2 separate regions of the Sus scrofa genome follow, and region 2 is linked to region 1. The links are chromatin contacts, called in public HiChIP or PLAC-seq maps. All regions are on one chromosome and are shown on one strand. Each heading gives the region's core, a stretch centred on a gene start, on an enhancer-like site or on the middle of the called end of the contact. The rest is flanking DNA. Distances are from core to core; before and after follow the strand shown.

Region 1 (4,895 bases), core at 1,266-3,765:
CTTTAAATATTGTTACCCACTATGTTGTACACCTGCAACAGGTGATATTGTACATTAACTGTATCTCTCTTTTTTTTTTTAATATTTAGGGCCACACCCATGGCATATGGAGGTTCCCAGGCTAGGGGCCTAATCAGAATTGTAGCTGCCAGCCTATGCCAGAGCCACAGCAACTGTGGAGCCAAGCCGCGTCTGTGACTACACCACAGCTCATGGCAACACCGGATCCTTAACCCACTGATCGAGGCCAGGGATCGAACTCTCATCCTCATGGTCACTAGTTGGGTTCGCTAACTGATGAGCCATGACGGGAACTCCTGTATCTCAATTTTTTTAAGATTTAAAAAAATTTTCTGCTAAGAAAATGTTGTGAATTGATTAAAATCCCATCCTAGGTGAACAGTGACCTTCTGGCCACCACTCCAAGCAGAAGAACAGCTCAGGGAGGGGCTCAGAGTGTTGGGATGACTGGCAGAGGGATGAGCTTGGAAACAGAGAGGATCCCGAGGGCTGCAGGGAGGGGAGCCCTGGCAGCGGTCTCCACCAGCCCCAGAGCATGACCTACATAAGCTTGGGAAGGCTACCCTGAACCTCAGTTCCCTGGCTGTGAAATAGGCGACCAATACCCTCTTCACAGGATTGTCTCGAAAACGAATTAAATGTGAGGCTCAGCACAGGAGCAATTGGAAGTGAACTTGCTCTGAAAGCTGAGAGGAGCACATGCCCCATTACTCGCCATTCTGCCGAGTTTGTGGGCACCAAAAGCTCCAGCAAACCAACTAGAGGCCGGAGGAGGGTGGTGAGAGATGCCCTAGCGGGGCCCTCCTGCCCACTGCTTCAAGGGAGCCAGGTACATACATAGCCAAGCTTTGGAGGCAGCAGACTGGAGCCTATAACTTGCCTCTGCACTTAATCACTGTGTGAGCTTAGGAAAATTATTCTTGCCTCACAGAAATTTTCTTCTCTGTAAAATCAGATAACACTTTTGACTTCGTGGGTTTGCTGTGAGGACAAACTGAGAACACAAAAGGCATTTAGTCGAGTACCTCATGTAATGTGAGTGGCCAAGAGACAATAATAATTATTTTTCTTTTTAAATTTTGATTTATTGTTATTATTTTATTTTTTTCTTTTTAGGGCTGCATATGGAAATTCCCAGGCTAGGGGTCGAATTGGAGCTACAGCTGCTGGCCAACACCAGATCTGAGCCGCATCTGTGACCTACACCACAGCTCATGGCAACGAAGGGTCATTAACCCACTGAGGGAAGCCAAGGAGTGAACCGAGTCCATATGGATAGTTGGGTTCCTTTCCATTGAGCCATGACACAACTCCCTCTTCTTCTTTTTTTAAATTAAAGTATAGTTGATTTACAACGTTGTGCAATTATTTTTATTTAAAAAATTATAAATTATTATTTTTGTCTATGCCTGCAGCATGTGGAAGTTCCGGGACCAGGGATCAAACCTATGCCACAGCAGCCACTCAGGCTGCTGCAGTGACAATGCTGGATCCTTAACCGGCAGTGCCACGAGAGAACTCTATGACCAAATTATTTTTTATCAGCATCGTTGTCATTATGCCTGACCTCCAGAGGCTTGTAGTCTAGAGGGGCTGGTGGCCTTTTCCTCCTCCGACTTACTCCAGAGGGGTCCCTGGTGTGGCCACACACTTGGGCAGAGTTGGACTTCAAAACCTTAGTTCCACTTCCAGGAAATTAGGTTGTGTGGGTGTTATGTTTTGTTTTCCTTTGTTTTTTTGTTTTTTTTGCTTTTTTTAGGGCCACACCTGTAGCATATGGCGGTTCCTAGGCTAGGGGGTCTAATCGGAGCTACAGCTGCCAGCCTTTGCCACAGCCACGCAGGATCTGAGCTGTGTCTGCAACCTATACCACAGCTCATGGCAGTGTGGGATCCTTAACCCACTGAGCAAGGCCAGGGATTGAACCTGCAACCTCATGATTCCTAGTCTGATTTGTTTCCACTGTGTCACAACAGGAACTCATTTTTTTGTTTGTTTGTTTTTGTTCTTTGTCTTTTTAGGGCTGCACATGTGGCATATGGAGGGTCCCAAGCTAGGGGTTAAATCAGAGCTATAGCTGCCAGCCTACAACACAGCCACAGCAACACCGATCCAAGCCACATCTTCAACCTACACCACAGTTAAGGCAACGCAGGATCCTCAACTCACTGAGCAAGGCCAGAGATGGAACCTGTGTCTTCATGGATGCTAATTGGGTTCATTACCGCTATGCCACCGCTGGAATCCCTGGGTGGGCGTTAAATGGGACACTGTGGAGGAAACACCCAGCACCTTGAAATGGGAAACTGTGGAGGAAACACCCAGCACCTTGCCCAGGATACAAGAGTCACTTGATTAGAGGTATTCCCTTTACTTCCTCATTCCTCCCTGCCCTCTGGGACTGCTGTTTGGGGGCCGGTGGCCTGCACCTCTGCTGACCCATGCAGAGGACACCACGCTCGCAGTCGGGCTCTGGTGGCAGTGCCGAGAACTGCCTCCAGGGGCGCCGCTACACTATCCCGGGCGCCCCGGGAGTTGTTGTTCCCACTGTGGCCGCGCGGGGTCATCTGGACACAGTTTTCGTGAACCGAGGACGCCCCGGCGGCGGGGAGGCCCCGGCCCGAGATGAATCGAGCATGTTATTCCGCAGAACAGTGATAATAATGAACAATAATAACAGCAATAGCTCCAGATCCAGCGGTAACCAGCTGTTACCGATTTGAAAGGCGTCTCGCGTGCTGGGAGGCTGTGGGACTCGAGGGAAGGAGCCAGGCTTCGTCTCAGGCTGTGTTCTAATCCAGTCCGCTCACTCTCCAGTTCTGCTCCGTACCCGTAGCCTTGGGCCGCTCAGAGCCTGCTTCATCAGTTAGAAAGTGGGAACCTTAATATAGTTCTTGAGAGGAATGAATGAGCTTCCGGATGGCTCCCCGGAGAGCAACTTGGAATGGGATCAGGTAGGTAAGCAGTGGGGAACCTGGCCCAACTCAAGGTATCTAGCAAATCCCTCGGTGTCTTTGGTTCATTCACCAAGCCTGTCCTGAGTCCCTGGGCCCTGGCCCTGCAGCCTCTACCTCTGTTATCTTGCATAAGTCTCTCACCAGTGCAATCCTGAGAGGCAGGTGTAATCATCACCCCATTTCTAGCATTTCTAGCTCAGAGAATGGCCGTGACTCGCCTTAAGTCATAGCTGGGAAGTAGGTGAGCTGGGCTCCCCATTGCACAGGCTGCCTCCGTCCCATCCAGGTTTGAAGAATGCTGAGGAGAGTTGACAGGGTGCAGTGCCCGCTTGCGTGCGTGCGCATGCGTGTGTGTGTGTGTGTGTGTGTGTGTGTGTGCGCGCGCGCGCGCGCGCGCGCTTCTGGCTTGGGCCTGTGGGGCTACCTACAGAGACAGGTACTGCCAGGGGATGGGAGTGCCTGGTAGGGAGATTAGGAACAGTGAGGAGAAGCAGGTTCCACAGGCAGCCAGCCAAGGCAGGCAGGAGGCGGGCCTGGGTCTGGAACCCACTCTTCCTTGTTCCCAGCACCAGTATCCGCCCCCGACTCTGCTCCTGGCACTGGAGTCCTGGCTTCTCATCATCTGACCCCCAAGCTGGGCCTCACTTTCCCCATCAGAGAAACAAGGACAGAGACCTGGTGGGGGACAGCGGCCAGGATTCCTGCTCCTTTAAGCCCTTCTCGGTGGAGGGCGCGGCCAGCGGCAGGTGAGCGGAGTTGCCACATCAGCAGGGCGAGCCCCGCCCCCTCCCCTCCCCTCCCCCAGCTCCGGAGGGAGGCCCCAGAGGCCCCAGAGGACGGTGGGAAGTGGGTGGAGAGAGAGAGCTGAGCCTAGTTGGCAGGAGAGGAGGGGGATGGTTGCTGGGGGCGGTGAGGGACTGTGTGTGTGTGGGGGTGTCCCTGACCGTGCTGTACCTGACCGACGTCTGTGTGTGCTCCAAAGCATACAGGAGTGTGTACACAAGTGTGTGGCTTTGACGTAGGATGTGCTCATCGTGTTCAAGAATGCATGAGCGCCCCTGAGCGCATCTTTGTGAGCCCCTGTGTCTGCGCCGACGGCCCTGGGTGTGCAGGAGTAGGTATGCTTGGGCCTGATGTATGTTCCTTTTGGTATCTGTGTGAATGCACTTGCGTGTACAAGTGTGTGTGTCTTTGTGTTTGCCCTTTATTCTGTGCGGATGTTGTGGACAGGAGCTTGTGTGAATGTGTCTGCAGGTGCGCCTTTGTGCGGATATATGTGAAGGTAAAAAACGAAGAGTGGGAGTTCCTGCTGTGGCCCAGTGGAAACAATCTGACTAGTATCCACGAGGATGTGGTTCCATCCCTGGCCTCGCTCAGTGGGTCAAGGATCCGGCATTGCGGTGAGCTGTGGTGTAGGTCGCAGACTCAGCTCGAATCTGGTGTTGCTGTGGCTGTGGTGTAGGCCGGTAACTACAGCTCTGATTCGACCCCTAGCCTGGGAACTTCCATATGCTGTGGGTGTGGCCCTAAAAAGCAAAAAAAACAAAAAAACAAAACAAACAAACAAACAAAAAAACGTGTAGTTGGCTTTGTGAATGTCTGAATGTCTCGGTGTGTGTCTTTTTGTCTGTGTTTGACTCTGTGAATGTACTGAGTGCACAGGAGTATGTGAATGTGTTTGTGTGTTTCCAGGGTGCCACTGTGTGACCATGTGGACAAGGGTGTGTGTGGCTCTGTGTGTGGCTGCCAGAGTCCTCTCAGAGTAGGGCTGAGCCTCTGTGAGTCCACACTGAGCAGCCTCTTCTCACTGAGCCCTGACCCTTCAGAAAAGCCCAGCCCCTGTGCCCCCCCCTTCCTGGTGACTCACCTCCCTGCCATCCCTGCCCCCCACCAGCCTCCTGCCGTAAAGTTCAGTCC
Region 2 (4,895 bases), core at 1,009-3,508, 310 kb after region 1:
TACAGCTCAACAGGGGATATGAACACATATGTTAGACCAGAAGCCTCACTGATTGGAAATGCTGCCTTCACCGTATACCAAACTTTTTCAATATGCATGTTCTAGACTCTATTCTGTTCTACAACTGTCTCTTCCTGTGCCAGCACCATGCTGTTTAAAAGACCAGAACCGTATAAAATAGAGGGTGTCCTCTTTCTTCTTTTTCAAGAATGCTTGGATGTTCTTGTACAATTATTGTTTCAGATTAACTTCTGAATTAGCTTTTGAGTAGTACAGAGAGTAACTCTTACTGAACACTCTTTTTTTTTTACGCCAGGCACTGGGTGCTCTGAGAAGCCAGGCACTCAGTTCCTGTCCCTGGAAGCTCACAGACTAGCTGGGAAGTGTAACCCAACAAGAAGTGTAAAACAACAGGAATCTCACACCATGGGTGACAAAAGCCAGAAGAGTGAAGAGTCCATACAAATATAAGTGTTGAGAGTTCCACCGCTCCTCCAGGCTAGGAAAGTCATGGGAGGCTCATCAGAGGAGGTGACATATTGGACTTTGATGGATGTGCAGGAGCAGGAGTTCATGAGATGTAAAAGATAAGAAATGATTTGAGTTAAGGAAGTCAGAGAACGCTTCTCGGAGAAGGAGACACATTTTATTTGAGGAGTAGGAGTTTGCCAGATTCAGAAGGTAGGATGGAGGGAGGGGTTGCCCCGAGCTGGGAAAGTCACAAGAAGGAATTCTGAGACCATTTCATCTGGGTTTTGAGTTGGAGGAATCAAAGAAGATGCTGGAATAGTCAAATAAAAAGGATTTTATTAGGAAGGTAATACAAGGAAATATCATTTGACCTCGGCTTCCAGGGAGGAGTGGGCAGTTTACCGGTTTAGAGAGGAGAGGCACCGTGAAGCTGAGGTAGTCCCAGAAAAGGCGGAAGCAAACAGGAAACCTCCTTGGCTTCCTCCTTACTCTAAGATCCAAGATTTAGAAGCTAAGGGTCCCACCGTGTAGATGGTCGGATTCTGAGCTGGCGGCGCTGCAGTTCTGACTTCCCAGTGTAGGATAGCGGTGGAGGGGGCTCGGCAGGATTGAGGATCAGCCTTCCGGAGCGGACCCCGGAGCTGAAGGCTTTATGTCGGAATCGACCAATGGGATGCCGGCACCCAGTTGCCAAGGCTACGGAGGGTGGCCGAGCAGAGGCGGGGCCTGGATGCCAGGGGCGGGGTCTGGGCGGGGCTTATATAAGCGGGCTGCGGGCAGAAGGCGGGGCGTGGGGTCAGTGGCTGCTGGGCGGGCGGGGCGCAGGCCGCGGGGCCCGAGCCTGGGGGAGCGAGCGAGCGGAGGCGCAGAGGATCCGATTCACTCGCTGGGGAGACCTATGGGCCGAAGCCGTGTAAATGCGTTTTAAGGCGAGTGCGGGGAGTGGCTCGGGGAGCCTGGGGAGCGGGCGCTCGCGGCTCCAGTGCTGACCTGCTCCCCGGCCCCTCTTGCCTCCTCTCAGCAGGGGCCTCGGCTCCGCAACTGCCACTCCTTCTCGGGGTGTTGCACAAGTTTCGAGGTTACCGGTGACCCCCCCTAGCAGCGCGCCTGGTTCTGGCCCCCGCGAAGGAGGACGGGGCTTGGTAAGCGGACCTCGGAGGGCGGGACCTCGGCCCTGCACTCAGGAAGGCTCACCTGGGCAGAATTTCAGCCTTGGGTTCTTGCCTGGGAGCCCGGGACCCCCACCCACCAGGTGGAACCCCCATGCACGCTTAGAATACTAGCATGTCAGGACCAGCCCGACCCCCATTTCGAAACGGTGAAACTGAGGCTCCGAGAGGGAACGAGGCGTACCCAAGGTCACGCGGCAAGAGAGCAGACCCTAACCTCAGTTCTCGAGTGGAGACTCCTAGGTGGGGCCAAGCGCAGCCACTTCAGGTGGGCGTGGTCAGGATGGCGGGAGGCACCTGGAAATTTACCTACTCGGCTTTCCTGCTCCTTTCTCTCTCTTTCTTTCCCTTTTACTAAAACTCGAATTTCAGAACTGGAAAAGATCACCAAAACAATTCGTCCATTTTACAGATGGGGGACTGAGGCTCAGAGAGGCAATGACATCTAGACAGATAATGCCTTGTCCCGGTCCAGGATTCTTACTCGTCCCAGCTAACCTAAGCTCCCCAGGCTTGTGCTGAGGGCAGGGTGTGACAGGACGAGGCGCCCTGGCCTGGGGAGGTGAGGGGCGCAGCCAAGGCCAGGCCCCCAGCGGCCCCCTCACTCTCCCCCGCAGTGTGTTGCATACTTTCTAAGGCGGCCGGAGGCATCGGCAGCTCCATCCAGCCCACCGGCTCCTCCTCCTCGGCATGGCTGGCTACCTGAGTGAAACGGACTTTGTGATGGTGGAGGAGGGCTTCAGCACCCGAGACCTGCTGGAGGAGCTCACTCTGGGGGCCTCACAGGCCACCACGGTGAGGGTCTGGGAGTGGGGGGGTGGGCCCTCTGTTCCCCCAGCAGGCCCAGCTGCCCCTTAGGGCCCTCATCTTCTTTCACTTATTTGGTATTCAGTCCTTGGTATTTGCGAGAGGCTCATTTTATCTCCAAATTCCTGGTCCTTGCCCCTAAACCTGCCCCTCCTGTGTCCCCCGCCTTCATAAACACACCACCATCACCTGCCCAGCCCTCTAAGTCAGGAACCTGGGAGTCCTTACATCCCCCTCCCACAGCTGGGCACCACTAAGCTCTGTGGATTCGGCCTCCTTAAATTACCCTGCCATGTGCGCTTCTGGAATTTCACTTGGTAGTTTAGGCCTCATATCTCTAAAGGCTCCCTAATCTTTTCTTTCCCTCACTTCACTCCTTTCAACTTTATCATAGCTCTGCTCAAAATCAGAATTCTTGGGAGTTCCCATTGTGGCTTAGTGGGTTAAGAACCCAACTAGTATCCATGAGGACGCCGGTTCTATCCCTGGCCTCGCTCAGTGGGTTAAGGTTCCGGTGTTGCTGTGAGCTGTGCTCTGGGTTGCAGATGCAGCTTGGATCTGGCATTGCTGTGGCTGTGGCATACGTATGGCAGCAGCTACAACTCTGATTTGACCCCTAGCCTGGGAACTTCCATATGCCACAGGTTCGGCCCTAAGAGGCAAAAAAATAAAATGAAATAAATTTAAAAAATAAAATAAAAATAATAATAATAATCAGAATTCTTCGGCAGTTTCCCTCTGCCGACAGGATCCAAGTCAGAACCCTCTGCCTTCATAGCCCCATGTCTGACTTTTCCCACAGTATATATTATCTTCCATCAGAGCTGGGCCAGTCTACTCATATTTTCCAGTGATTCCACGTGCTCCACCATCACTCCTTTGCCCAGGCTTCTCCCTGGAACACCCATCTCCCAGCCTCTCTTTCTTACCTACTTTCATTCATTGCTTATTACTCATCTGGGTCACCTTTTCCTGATTACCCCAGGCAGATTTTGTATTTTCCTCCTCCATAGCCCCCACTGCATTTTGTAGAAACTCCTGTTTAGTATTTACTGAATGGGCTTGTAATTGCTTAAAGGGTTAGTTCTCATCCAGACCGAAGCCCTTTCAGAACTAGAGCCCTGTCTGGTCTTTTCTGTACCTTACTTAGCATACTTGATAAGTACACTTAGTCAGACACCAAGTGGGCATCAGTAAAAAAAGTGTTGCATAGAAGGGAAACTGCATCCCAGGAAAGGGTTAAGTCATGTGGTCTCACCCATGGCCACACACATGTTCAGCCCTCCACAGCCAGTTGTCCAAGGGCATGGGTGCCATGGCAGTGGGACTACCTCAAGACTTCATTGAAAGCCAGTGACTGTAGGCTCTAGCTTTGGTCTTCAAGGAATTAATGTTTTTCTGGAGGAGGCATGTATGTATACACAGCTCTGTTACTTTGGAAGTATGTACAAAATGCAATGAGAGCATTAAAGGCAGAGTTGCCTTATTGGTTTGGGAAAAAGCAGGGTTTCAGCTAAATCTTGAAGGTAGATTAGGAATTTGCCAGACAGTTGTGGGGGAAGGGTATTCTACATGGACGGCAGGTGGGAATGAAGGCTAGGATAGAGCTGGAGTTTGAGCTGCCCTGAGGGGAGGAGCTGGAGCTGGATGGCAGAGCCTGGGATGTACTGTAGGCTTGGGGAGGGAGCCCCAGAGAACTTTAAGGCAGGAGGCTTGGGAGGTCCTTGGGTGGGGTCTCATATTCACCCTTGTTGTTGTACAGGACAAGGTTGCTGCCTTCTTCTTGGCCGACCTGGGTGCTGTAGTGAGGAAGCACTTCTACTTTCTGAAGTGCCTGCCACGAGTCCGACCCTTTTACGCTGTCAAGTGCAACAGCAGCCCAGGCGTGCTGAAGGTCCTGGCTGAGCTGGGGCTGGGCTTCAGCTGTGCCAATAAGGTGAGCCCCTGCCCCCCACTGGTGCACTGACCCTCGCTGCCTACTGAACACACACGTGGCCTGGCTGCTGTGGGTGGACCTGAAGCAGAGGGACCTGTAATTGGCCCCTGCCCTCCTGGGAAGGGCCACCCATGTGAGAGGGGTTTAAGGGATGAGGGAGGGAGAAACAAGCTTAGAATTTGCCAGCCTTGACGTTCCAAATCAGAACCATGTTCATCCCTTGGTAGGTGGGTCACTTTTTTTTTTTGTCTTTTTGACTTTTCTAGGGCCACTCCCACGGCATATGGAGGTTCCCAGACTAGGGGTCTAATTGGAGCTGTTGCTGCTGGCCTATGCCAGAGCCACAGCAATGTGGGATCCCAGCAGCATCTGCGACCTATACCACAGCTCACGGCAACGCTGGATTGTTAACCCACTAAGCAAGGCCAGGGATCAAACCTGCAACCTCATGGTTCCTAGTTGGATTCGTTAACCACTGCGCCATGACGGGAACTCTGGGTCACCTTTTTAAT

The links. HiChIP or PLAC-seq counts read pairs in DNA pulled down with a chosen protein or histone mark.
Region 2: a contact with region 1 is called in an H3K27ac HiChIP or PLAC-seq map of alveolar macrophages. The contact joins the promoter of AZIN2 here to the enhancer-like site in region 1. A contact is called at or near these places in 6 of 47 Hi-C or Micro-C datasets (alveolar macrophages, embryonic fibroblasts, mesenteric adipose tissue and 3 more) and 1 of 2 datasets of contacts at active chromatin or transcription factors (alveolar macrophages).

The regions. Positions count from the first base shown.
Region 1 is chr6:89,033,991-89,038,885 of Sscrofa11.1, forward strand. No RefSeq gene overlaps it. Among named protein-coding and RNA genes, the nearest start is that of SYNC, 10 kb to the left of the region's middle. Within about 2 kb of position 2,516, at least 50 of the 83 cell types and tissues checked have an H3K27ac peak or open chromatin away from gene starts, as enhancers often do. A contact at or near this core is called in alveolar macrophages, where this site is marked.
Region 2 is chr6:89,344,602-89,349,496 of Sscrofa11.1, forward strand. It overlaps AZIN2 (antizyme inhibitor 2), which reads left to right and starts at 2,259. Exons shown (of 11, transcript NM_001123193.2): 1 at 2,259-2,435; 2 at 4,210-4,383. The coding sequence starts at 2,331.